Regions from separate parts of the Capsicum annuum genome. Here region 2 is linked to region 1. The links are chromatin contacts, called in public Hi-C maps. All regions are on one chromosome and are shown on one strand. The core of a region is the stretch at or near the end of the contact, and the rest is flanking DNA. Distances in the headings are between cores, read along the strand shown. Region 1 holds the start of LOC107870139 (15.7 kDa heat shock protein, peroxisomal). Region 2 holds the start of LOC107870140 (THO complex subunit 4D).

What was found. Hi-C and Micro-C count contacts between places; a contact is called where the count stands out from the background.
Region 2: a Hi-C map of leaf shows a contact between it and region 1, with 4 times the contacts expected there. The contact joins the promoter of LOC107870140 here to the promoter of LOC107870139 in region 1. A contact is called at or near these places in 5 of 5 Hi-C or Micro-C datasets (bud, leaf, pericarp and 1 more).

What each region holds. Positions count from the first base shown.
Region 1 is chr5:2,639,153-2,644,903 of UCD10Xv1.1, forward strand. LOC107870139 (15.7 kDa heat shock protein, peroxisomal) reads right to left here and starts at 1,757. Exons shown (of 2, transcript XM_016716569.2): 1 at 1,468-1,757. The coding sequence starts at 1,600. It overlaps LOC107872269 (transcription factor MYB20), which reads left to right and starts at 5,570. Exons shown (of 3, transcript XM_016719028.2): 1 at 5,570-5,751. The coding sequence starts at 5,720.
Region 2 is chr5:2,778,549-2,785,018 of UCD10Xv1.1, forward strand. LOC107870140 (THO complex subunit 4D) reads left to right here and starts at 3,754. Exons shown (of 7, transcript XM_016716570.2): 1 at 3,754-4,069.

The DNA of each region.
Region 1 (5,751 bases), core at 507-3,006:
CATCAACAACGATAACATACCCAGTATATTCTGACAAAGTGAGTTGGGGAGGATAAACGTACGCAGTCCACATCACTAACTTAGAATGAAGTACAGAGGTTGTTTCCATCAAATTTATTTCAAAACTTTGCATAAACATCATCAACAATCACAACAACAACAACAACAACACAAACTGGGGTCTGGGGAGGGTGAATGTACGCAGTCCATACGACTACCTTAGAATGAAGTAGAGAGGTTGTTTCCGACAAATTCATTCCCAAACTTCGCATAAACATCATCAACAACCACAACAACAACAACATACTCAATATATTCCCACAAAGCGAGTTTGGAAAGGTAAATGCACGCAGTCCATACCACTACCTTAAAACGAAGTGGAGAGGTTGTTTCCGTCAAATTCATTCCAAAACTTCGCATAAACATCATCAACAACCACAACCATAACAAGAACATACGCAATATATTCTCACAAAGTGAGTACAAGGGAAGGTAAATATACACGATCCATACCACTACCTTAGAATGAAGTAGAGAGGTTAATGTCTCCGTCAAATTCATTCCAAAACTTTGCATAAACATCATCAACATCAACAACCACAACAACGACATACTCAGTATATTCCCACAAAGTGGGGCCTCGGAAATGTAAATATACACAGTCCATACCACTACCTTATAGTGAAGTAGAGAGTCTGTTTCCGCTAAACCTCCGAAAATATCTTAAAGAGAAAACCTTGTATGTAATCCAACTCCTATTATACCTCGACCTTGAGTGCGTGTGGATTCAGAATTTAAACTTTATGTGTTTCGTATGCCATTAAACTCACTCCTTATGTAAATTAGTACTAGGTTCCAACTTTTAATATTTGCACATAATTTTGTAAAAAGAGATGCTAGTGTGCGTATATATATATATATATATTACATGGTTTTGATACAAGATTACTGAATTCAGCTGAACTCGCAACTTTAATTATTCCTCTATCCCAAATTTCAAAAAAGTTAAAATCGATTATATAAACCTTGCAATATATTTATATTCAAATGCATTTTATTTACTTAATATAAATGGCAAAAAATTCAAGATTTTAACACATCTTTCATTAATTATTTAGTTTTTGCTTGCATAGAATGATAAAATCTATGAACAAACATCAATAAAAATCAAACAATTTCATCGAATTAAATATATATATATATATATATATATAAAACACAACATCTATTTATCACAATTGGTCATGATAACGTTCTTTAATTCTATTTACACATATTTAAATGATACATAACTAAATTTCTGACTTTGCCACGGATGGCACGGAAATCAAGAGAAAGTATATACACAATGGATCAAAATAAGTAATGATAACTATTCCTTTTAATATTTTGTTAAATTTAACTTTTAAATTCTAAATTCGCCTGTGATTACGAAAAATAAGAAAATGAAAGTAAAGAGAATTAAACCTGGAACATTAATTTTGAAAATGTGAGCATTAGGAGATTCAATCCAATCAAGAAGAGCATTAGAACCATATGATGTTCTATAAATTGTTGGACTCAATAAAAATCTTCTAAATGGATCACCAAAAATAGACATAATTTTTTCCCTTTTTCTAATTTTTATTTATTTGTTGTGAAATTTTGGAGGAGAGTTGTTTAATTTATATATAAAGAGATATGGAGATTTAATGATTTTTCTAGAAAAAAATAAATCTAGAAGGTCTAGAGGGTTCTGTAAGGTTTATTATCATTTTGGTATTATTGAAAGATGATGTAAGTGATGATTATATGTGGAGATCCCTATGGTAATTATTGTGGTCTTGAGTTTGAAATTTGGATTGGGCTTTAATTTGTGAAAGTTTGGGCTTGGACTTTGAATTAGTGATGGTCCATATGGATTTGTTGGGCTGAAAAACAAAGGATGTATATCCCATGTTATTTTGTAGGGGTCGGAATTTACGAACAACAATAATCACACAAGTGAGGTTTAGAATGATACATAGTATAATTATACATTACGAGTCTTATGTTTGAAGTATGGCCTTATGAAATTGGTCTCGGCAAGCCATTCAAAACTTCAAGCCAGAATATTCGATATTTGACCTTCACAGTGTGACACTTCAGATAAAAATATCCGAAGTTAGATGTAAATTTCCAAACTTCAATTGCGTATGTCTGAAGTTGTGACTAAAGCGGAAAATTTTAACGCTGGATATAAATTAAATGACAAGTCTCATAAGCGGGTATTTATGCACTTCGCCCTACGTAAGGTCACATAATAAATAGTTGGGCCATCTAGCATGGGCCCATATCTAAAAGAGATGTCCAAATTTTTTTGTGGGCCTTAAGCCCAGATCCAAAGTCTGTTGTTTGGACTTTACTAGATCATGTCTTACATTTTAGGCCTAAAACAGACAATATTCAAAGTTGAAATATTTGTCTTTATTGATTCCACTAGATCTGAGCATACTACATGTTATCGTCCTAAGAGGTCTCCAGGAAGATGAAATAGTTGTCGATCCAATAAAATTTGAGCATGCTATATTTATCATCTTCCCAAAGGGTCTCCAAAAAAATTAAATATTTGTTTTAATCGATTTCACTAGATCTGAGCATGCTACGTGTCGTCGTCCTAAGAGGTCTCCAGGAAGATGAAATATTTGTCGATCAAATAAAATCTGAGCATGCTATGTGTATCATCATCCCAAAGGGTCTCCAAAAAAAATTAAATATTTGTTTTTATCGATTTCACTAGATCTGAATATACTGCGTATTCTTCCCAAGAAATTCCAGGAAGATGAGATATTTGCTTATCAATTCCACTAGATCTGAGCATGCTACGTGTCATCGTCCTAAGAGGTCTCCGGAAAGATGAAATATTTGTCGATCCAATAAAATCTGAGCATGCTATGTGTATCATCATCCCAAAGGGTCTTCAAAAAAATAAAATATTTGTTTTTATCGATTCCACTAGATCTGAACATACTACGTATTCCTCCCAAGAAATTCCAGGAAGATGAGATATTTGCTTATCGATTTTACTAGCTCTGAGCATGCTACTCGTCATCGTCCTAAAAGGTTTCCGGAAAGATGAAATATTTGTCGATCCCATAAAATCTGAGCATGCTATGTGCGTCATCATCCAAAAGGGTCTCAAGAAAAATGAAATATTTGTCTATATCAATTCCACTAGATCTGAATATACTATGTATTCCTCCCAAGAAATCTCCAAGACGATGAGATATTTGCTTATCGATTTCACTAAGTCTGAGCATGCTACGTGTCATCAGTGTGATCACCATTACATATGGAAGAGAGAGTAATAAAATCAAACAAATTTGGTGATGGAGGTGACTAATGAAGCTGTTTAACTTACCTAATTTGTCTTAATTAATATAGTAATTCATATTATTTTCAGCAAAAGAACAATAAAAATACAAGGTCTTTAACTAATTCTGTTCTATGTTAACTCAAAGCAGTTAATTAGTAGATAAAAAAAGAAAACATCCATTAGGTTTGGCATATAAAAATATGATTTTTTAATACTCCCTCCGTCCCATTTTATCCGTCTCAAATTTCCTAATCTGGTGTCCCATTTTACTTGTCTTTTTTTACTTATCATGACAAGACAATTTTTTTCCCCATATTTTACCCTTTGCATTAATTACTTTTTCTGTAAATTAAAATATAAACATCATTTAATAGGGGTACTATGGTAAATTAGTCATGTTATTTATTATTTTTCTTAATAGCTGTGTCATCCCAATTTGGACGAGTGAGGGAGTATATATTTTATAGTGTTAAGTTTAATAAGAAATACTATGGAGTTACACGTGTAACATTTAAAACTCAATCACTTTAATCCCTTTTTAATGAATGAATTTGAGAGGTCAAAATTGATTGAACTAATAAGTAGGCAAATCACTAATTTAAAAAATTGAAATGAATTGGACAAATCATAATTTTGTAAGTTAATTTAATCCTTCTTCTTGCACTATGAAAGTAGTTTAATTTATTCAACAACATTTGGTTGTCTACAATATTTTTAATTAGTACCTACTTGTAGAATAAAATTTGTATAAAATAAGAATTAATTTCTATATCCAAAAGTTGGGTATTTTTTACTACTATTATTAATCTTCAATTCTAAATTAGTATTTTATGAATTTGGTGGAAAAAGGTATAATTCACAAATTTTGACCAACAGAAGAAAGTGTATCGTGCTATTTTGTTATATATTTTTTTATTACCAGCTTTGAATTTTTTTCCCGTTAAGTCGAGGGTCTATCTCATAAAGAAAGAGGTGAAATCTGCGTACGCTTTATCTTTGCAGACCTTATTTATAGAATTACATTCAATGTGTTATTATTGTTGTTGTTACGTCATAATGTGGGTCCAACTTTGGAGTATAAATTATGTACATCATTCTTGTATATACATATTTTAAAAAGTCTTAATTTTATTAATATTTTATATCTCCTGAATTTATGTCTAAGGAAAGAAATAATAATATATTCAATTTTACCTTTTATGATGAATTTTACTTCAAGAAATAAAGTTAAGTTTGCAGTTTCTTTCAACTTCATCAATAAGGTAAAAATGAAAAGGAATAAAAATATTAATTTTTATGAGAACTCAATGGCAATAGGATTTAAGGTTTATATTAACTTAATATATTTTTCATATCATATACTAAAGTATATGTTTATAATTGTGTATAATCTATGTATATCGACTAAGAAAAGTAAATAGTGAATTCAGTTGATTATTTGCGTAAAAATTTCATAAAGTTATTCGTAATTACCTAATAAGCGACTTAAGTATTTAGATATTTTATATACTATCTTCAATTAAGAATATTTTAAATATTATCTTACATTTTATGTACACAAAAATTATTTTTTAAAAAACTATTTCTTCAAACCGAAGGCTAAAGTAATGAGAGGAAAGGATATGTTGAGGTGGAGCTTTCGAAAGGTAAGCAATGAACAATCGACACGTGTCGAGAAAGTCTAAATAATTTTTAAGTAAATAGATCAAATAATTTCTAAAAAAGCAAAAAAAAAAAAATTAAAAAAAATCGAAGAGAATTTGAAAAATATTGTCACTATTAGTCACTCATTAAAAAAGTTATTAGATATGTACAAATATAGTCAGTTGGTCTGATAACGTTCAGAATTTTATACATTCATCATCAAATATACTAAATTCTGCTGAAATCAACTCCATAATTGCTTATAAAAATTTAGATAATCATAAATAAATTTCTATTAAAAACAATAGACATTTATAAGTAACCTCATAAACATTTTACCAAAAAACAAAAACATCATAATCATGATAGTAAGTAGTAGTAATTTAACTTACCATAATAGATTAATTTATTAAACTACCTCATAAATACTCCATAATTTCTTATTAGAATCTAGATAACCATAACTAAATTTCTATTCTAAACAATAAACATTTATAACTCATAAATATTTTACCAAAAAAAAAATATTAGGGGTTACTTTTCTTGCTTTATATATATGTAGGTGGCCTTTGGTGCTAGTCTTAATATTTTTCTATAACAACCTCTCTTCTCTTTTCATTTCTCCTTCTACAAACAGCTCTTTATTATTTCTCTCTCAAAAATATAATCATTTATAAAACTATAGGTTAAAAATTTTATACCAAAGTTTTATATATATATATATTTTTTTTGTTGAAAAACATGGGAAGACAACCTTGTTGTGACAAAAATGG
Region 2 (6,470 bases), core at 2,504-5,003, 140 kb after region 1:
TACTTTCGAAAAGTGAAATGTAATAGCTATTTTAGAATAAAGGGAGTACTAATCCATGAGTTAGTGTAGTGAGGTAATTGAAATTTCTTTACCTTTAACTAGACGTTTTGAATTCAAGCGAACACGTTATCCTTTATGTGGACTTACGTACTTGATATAAATTCAAATTAGTCTGATCAAAAGACAGCGAACATCAAATTGTTAATTTTAGAGAAATACCCTATTATCCTCCTGAACTATACCCAAAACGACTGTGACACACCTCAATTTAAAGCCCCTGAACTAATTAAAAGTGTAATTTTGACACCCTTAGTGCCTACGTGGACACTTCAGTATGTTGTATTACGTATGTGCCACGTAGGCACTGAGGGTGTCAAAATTACACTTTTAATTAGTTTAAGGGGGGGATAGGATCCCCTTTAAGTTGAGGTGTCTCTCTGCCGTTTTGAATATAGTTCGGGGGTAATAGGGTATTATCTCTTAATTTAATAAAATTGTATATTCCATTATATTTTGATTCCTTATTTAATTAAAAGCAAAAGGATGCTTTGTGGACCATTAATTAAGTTATTAAATGATTCATTTGCATAAACATCCAAAAAGCAACTAATTGTCCACTTTTTTTTCAACAAGAACTCTTTGGTGAAAAGTGCAAAAATGAAATTATAATGATGTTGATTGATGAGGTACAATTTATTTATTTTTTCCAATAAAGTTCATGTGATGCCCAATAACTATATGGCCATTTGTGACAAAATTCTCTTTCATTGTTTTTCTTTATGTATCTAAAATTCTAAATTAATTATAGTTAGTCCCTTTTTCTTGTTAAAGTTTTCCACAAGGAAGAAAAAGTTTTTTTTGGATAACATAAAAAAAAGTATTGAAAATTATAAGATTTTCTAAAAGAATTGATTAGTCTTCTCCACTATAGTTTTTTGGCTAAAATTAGTAAAATAAATATGTGTGGCCGGTGGCTACTCTTTTGGACATCGAATATCGCGATCTAAGCTGATGACATGTATTGTTCGCTTTGGAATAACTAGTTTTACAGATTAATCAAGCTTAAAAGTGGCGTATCACGTGAATTTGTGATATGTTTTATATAGTTTTTATTTTTCTCTCTTTTTGTGATGTGAGATTTGTTTAAAGTGTTCTATGCACCTTCTTCAGAAACTTGCCAACCTAAAAGTCTGTAAGTCCTTCTCTTTGACCCGTCCTTTGTCATGAAGGAGCGTCTCGCTTTGATAGTATATTTATCACGATCAAAACTCATGATGCGTATTATATATTTGTCCCTTTGGCTACACCATCATCGATCCCAAAAATGTATGTACGATGTGAATTCGTGATATACTCTACTTTATAAAGCTCTTCACTTTCCTCTTCTATTCCGATGTATGATCGACTAAGGATGTCATGAGCATTCCTTTTTTAGAGGTTGCATGCATAAATGAAAGACGTAGATAATGTACTAGTTGTAAGCATTACTAGTTGCTTTCACAACTCGAACTGTGATCTATAAATTACACGAAAATAGCTTTGTCATTAGGGGTGGGCATATTTTGGTTTAAACCGAAAAAAATAAAAAATCAAACTGAAATTTAATTTTGGTTTCGATTTTTCCGATCAGATTCAATTTGTAATTTTAAAATTTTGGTTTTTCAGTTCGATTTTCGTTTTTTATTTTTTAAAAAAATTGGCTAAACCGAAAACCAAAATTTTATAAATAAATAAATAATATATATTTTATTATATATATATATATATATATAATATTTAGTAATTCAAATTCACAATTAACATTTAACAGCAAATTTGCATACGCCGCAGGCTGTTTATGGATTGTTTTAGTGACTCAAATATTTTATGGACTATTTTGGTGACTTTGGACTGTTTTATGGACTATATATGCAGAAAGTATGTTGTTTTATGGACTGTTTTATGAGTTTTGTGTTATTTTGTAGACTATTTATGCAAGGTTATATTTTATGTAATGATTAATGACGTTATGTATTATGTTAAGCTTATGATTATTTCATTTCATTTCATCCATGTTGAGTTATTTATAGTTATTTATATTTAGGAATGAAAAACAGGTTTGAAAAAAATAATTTTTCTAAAAAAACCCATCAATTTTAAATGTTCAGTTATGAAAATGAGAGGCTAACTACTTTAATATTTCAAATCGAAATAAAAATTCGAAATAACCGAACCGAATTTGTAAAAATCGAACCAAACCAAATTTATTTTGATTTAGTTACGGATGTTATTTTTGTCAATCTGAAAACCGAATCGATATTAAACAAATACACCGAACCGACCGAACACCCAACCCTATTTGCCATTGCTCTGGAACCAGCTACAATGAAATATTGGAGAAAACAAAGGCCCAAAAAGCATTTGGGCCAGAAACCTTTTAATGAATTACAAGGCCCAAAATGGCATTGTTTTGTACTTGCAGATGTTGGGCCCTAACCTATCAAGTGAGGCCCAAATAACAACATCATGTGCAATTCAAAAGGTCAGGTCTGACCAGAATAGAATGCATGCCATTTTATCTCACCTCATAGAGACAAAGAAATCACTTCTAAAAGATCATCAACTTAAGTGTAGCAAATTAAAACAGTTACCGAGAATAAAATACTGAAGCAAAGAAAACATGACAACTAATAAGGAAAGTTATAGTACATAGTAATTAGAAAAAGCATCATAAATAAACGTGTCATTTAACTTGGTTTCATCTGACATCGATGTCATCTAACATATGTTTACCTATTCAACTTTATACAAGTTTGAGTGACTACTTTTACATACTAGAGTTGGAGGGCATAAATGCCAACTAAGGTTAAGTTAAAAGACACATTTATATATTATGCCTTTAGTAAAAGAACAACAACAATAATGAAACAGTGCGATAACCAAATCAAAATAAACAGACGATAAGAGATATCAAAAATTGCCTGCAAAGGCATGATTGAGTGGTTAGGAAGTGGTGGAATCGAATCCAGTCTCCGTCTGCCACTCAACACGAGCTCATTGCATGCAGCTTGCTTAGTGCAGTTTGTATCTTTTATGTGATTTACGAGCTATTACACACTGAGAAAGTTACCGCAAAGTGCTCAACCTAAAGGCAGAGTTTGTGGGAGTTGCCAAAAAAACAAAAAAGCTAAAATAACATAAACATACACCTCAACTTACTATATTTACACTAATTTTCACTCTTACAAAGTAATTATAAAAATCTCAACCAATTATGTATCTTCATCGGATGTATCGAGAAGCTAATTATGTATATCGATAAACTCGAAATATTTTTTAAAGATATATCGAAAGCTAATTATGTATCTTTTACAAGAAAAAAAATGTATCTTCATCGGATGTATTGTGTCGATGGACCCAAAATCAAAAAATATGTATCGAAAGCTAATTATGTATCTTTACAAAGGAAAAGATCTATCTTCGTTGGATATATCGGGAGTTAATTATGTATTTCGTCGGAAGCTAATTATGTATCTTTACAAAGGAAAAAATCTATCTTTGTTGAGTAAATCGGGAGTTAATTATATATTTTGATAGACTCAAAATTAAAATTTAATAATTATAAATGTCGAGATTTTCTGTAATACCGTCGGAATTTATATTGTTGGTCAAAAAAAGATTTTGGGCCTATCAAAAAGCCCATCTTTGAATTTCATGAACAATAATGGGCCAAACCGTGTCATTATTTTTCACCTCAAATCACTTACCCCCATACCCCACCCCACCCCACCCCACCCCACCCCACCCCCTACAAAACTCCTTACCCGTTATTACTCTTCTACCATCTTGTATACAAATTCACCAAAAATCCCTAAAGCTGCCTCCAAAATTCCCTTAACAGATCTCCCTCCCTCTAGATCAAATCTCTTTTCTTGAATTTCCTTCGACCCCATTAGTAAAAATCCAATCTTTAACCCATTAAAGTTCAAATCTTTACACTTTTTCCACCATCCCCTCACCTATTTCTCGATACACCTTCCTTCAAGAATCCTAGATTTGTTCAATTCTTGCTCTTTTGCTTCAGATCTTGGTAATTTTTCAGTTCTTTTCTCGCTATTATTATTGTTATTCCTGTTTTTATTGTTGTTGTTGTTATTGTTATTGTTGTAGTTTTTGTGTTGTTGTTGTTGTTGTTATTGTTATTGTTGTTGTGGTTGTAGTTTTTGTGTTTTTGTAATTTATGTTTATATTTTTTTTAGCTGCTTTGATATGTGTTACTTCAGTCGAGGGTCTTTTGGAAACGGACTCTTTAATCCTTAGGAGGAGGGCAGGGGTGGGTGAAAGGGATTTTTTTTTATGTGGATTGCTTGAATACATAATGAATTAGCTAAAAATGGGGGTATACCTGTGTTCGATATTTGCGAATTTGGTTCAGATTTGGAGCAGTTGTGAAGGTTCGAGTTTTGTTACGGATGTATTTACATGTGTGCTGGTTTGCAGATTGGAGTAGTTGTTGTATGTAGCTGTGTTGACCGAGTGTGAATTGGGTGAAGGAGGTCTTTTGTGTGGATTTCTTGAATACATGATGAATTAGCTAAAAATGGGGTATACCCATGTTTGATATTTGCGATTTGGAGCGGTTGTGAAGGTTTGAATTTTGATATGGATGTATTTACATGTGTACTGATTTGCAGATTGGATATTATGTTGTTGTTGTTGTATGTATGTCGCTGTGTTGACCGGGTGTGAATTGGGTAAAGGAGGTCTCTTGTGTGGATTTCTTGAATATATGATGAATTAGCAAAAAATGACGTATACCCGCGTTTGATCTTTGGGAATTTGGTTCGGATTTGGAGCGGTTGTGAAGGTTCTTTACATGTGTACTGATTTGCAGATTGGATATGTTATTGTATGTATGTAGCTGTGTTGACCTGGTGTGAATTGGGTAAAGGAGATCTTTTTTGTGGATTTCTTGATTATACGATGAATTAGTAAAAAACTGTAGATAATCGGAATTGTTATTTGCGAATCTGGGTTGGGTTTGAATCCGTGAAGGGGAGTCCATGTGATGTTGGTTGTAAAGGAACACCTTTGTTATGTCTGTGTGCTGATTTGCAGATTGGATATGTTGTTGTTGTATGTATACATGTATGTATGTATGTATGTAACTCTGTTGACCGGGTGTGAATTGGGTAAAGGAATTTTTTTTGTGTGGATTTCTTGAATACATGATGAATTAGCAAGAAGTTGGACATACACGTATCGGATATTTGCGCATCTGGGTCGAGTATGAATCCGTTGAGGAATATCTGTGAGAGGTTGGAAAGTTTCAAGTTTCGTTATGGATGAATTTGCCTGTGTGCTGATTTGCAGATGTACACATCTGTGTGTGTGATGTATGGATCGGTTTTCGTATTGTTGTATATATTTACCCCTGGTTGACCTGGTGGGAATTGGTAAATAAATTTTTTTGTGTGGATTTCATGGATACATGATGAATTAGCAAAAAATGGCACAAATCGTTATTTTATATTTGTGCATCTGAGTTGGGTATGAACCGGCTGAGAAATCCGTGTAACATAGGTTGTGAAGGTTCAAGCTTTGTTAGGACGGATTTACCTGTGTGCTGGTTCGCAGATGGACTTCTCTCTCTGTGTGGTTAGATTTCATTATTGTTGTATGGACCGTCTTTTGAATTGGTGTATGTATTTACCCGTGTTGACCGGGTGTGGAATGGGTAAAGGAGATTTTTGTGGTGATTTCTTGCATACATGATGAATTGGCAAAGAATTGCACATACCCTTATTTGATATTTGTACATCCAGATTGGGCATGAAACCAATAAGTAATCCGTGTAACGTAGCTTTTCCAATTTTTATTATGGATGAATTACCTGTGTGCTGATTTGCGGATTTACATCTGTCTGTGACTCCGTGTATATGTGTGTGTTTAGTACATGTTTATTTAGATCACGTTTGATGCTTTTTTCTTTCTTTTGCTGTAGTTCTTCATGGATTTAATTCATATTTGTATAAATTGGGGACAGATTGCTTTTGGAAATAGGTTTATCTATTATTGTGGACCTGCGATCTTTTGACTCGATGACTATAAGTTTTCCTCAATAAGCTGAAGAATGAATGTAGAGAGCTAAATAACATATTCTTTGAGGCGTAATTATTTGGTTTATTGATCTCTGATTTTTCAATATTTGTTTACAAGTGTACTTAAATTGATTGAGCTAAACATGGGAGCAGATGTACTACACAAATGATTAGATATTAGATTCTGCACTTCTTTTCTTGATATAAAACTTTGTTGATTACTTCTGAAATTATCGGATTACTTTGTTGATATAAAACTTGCATTGTCGATGACGCTGTCCATTTGCCCAATCATCTGTGTTTTTGAGTAACATTCATAGTGTTATTGAATAGGATTTTCTTAACTTGTTAGCAAGTGTATTCTGATTTTCGTTGCTCTGGATGTTGTCT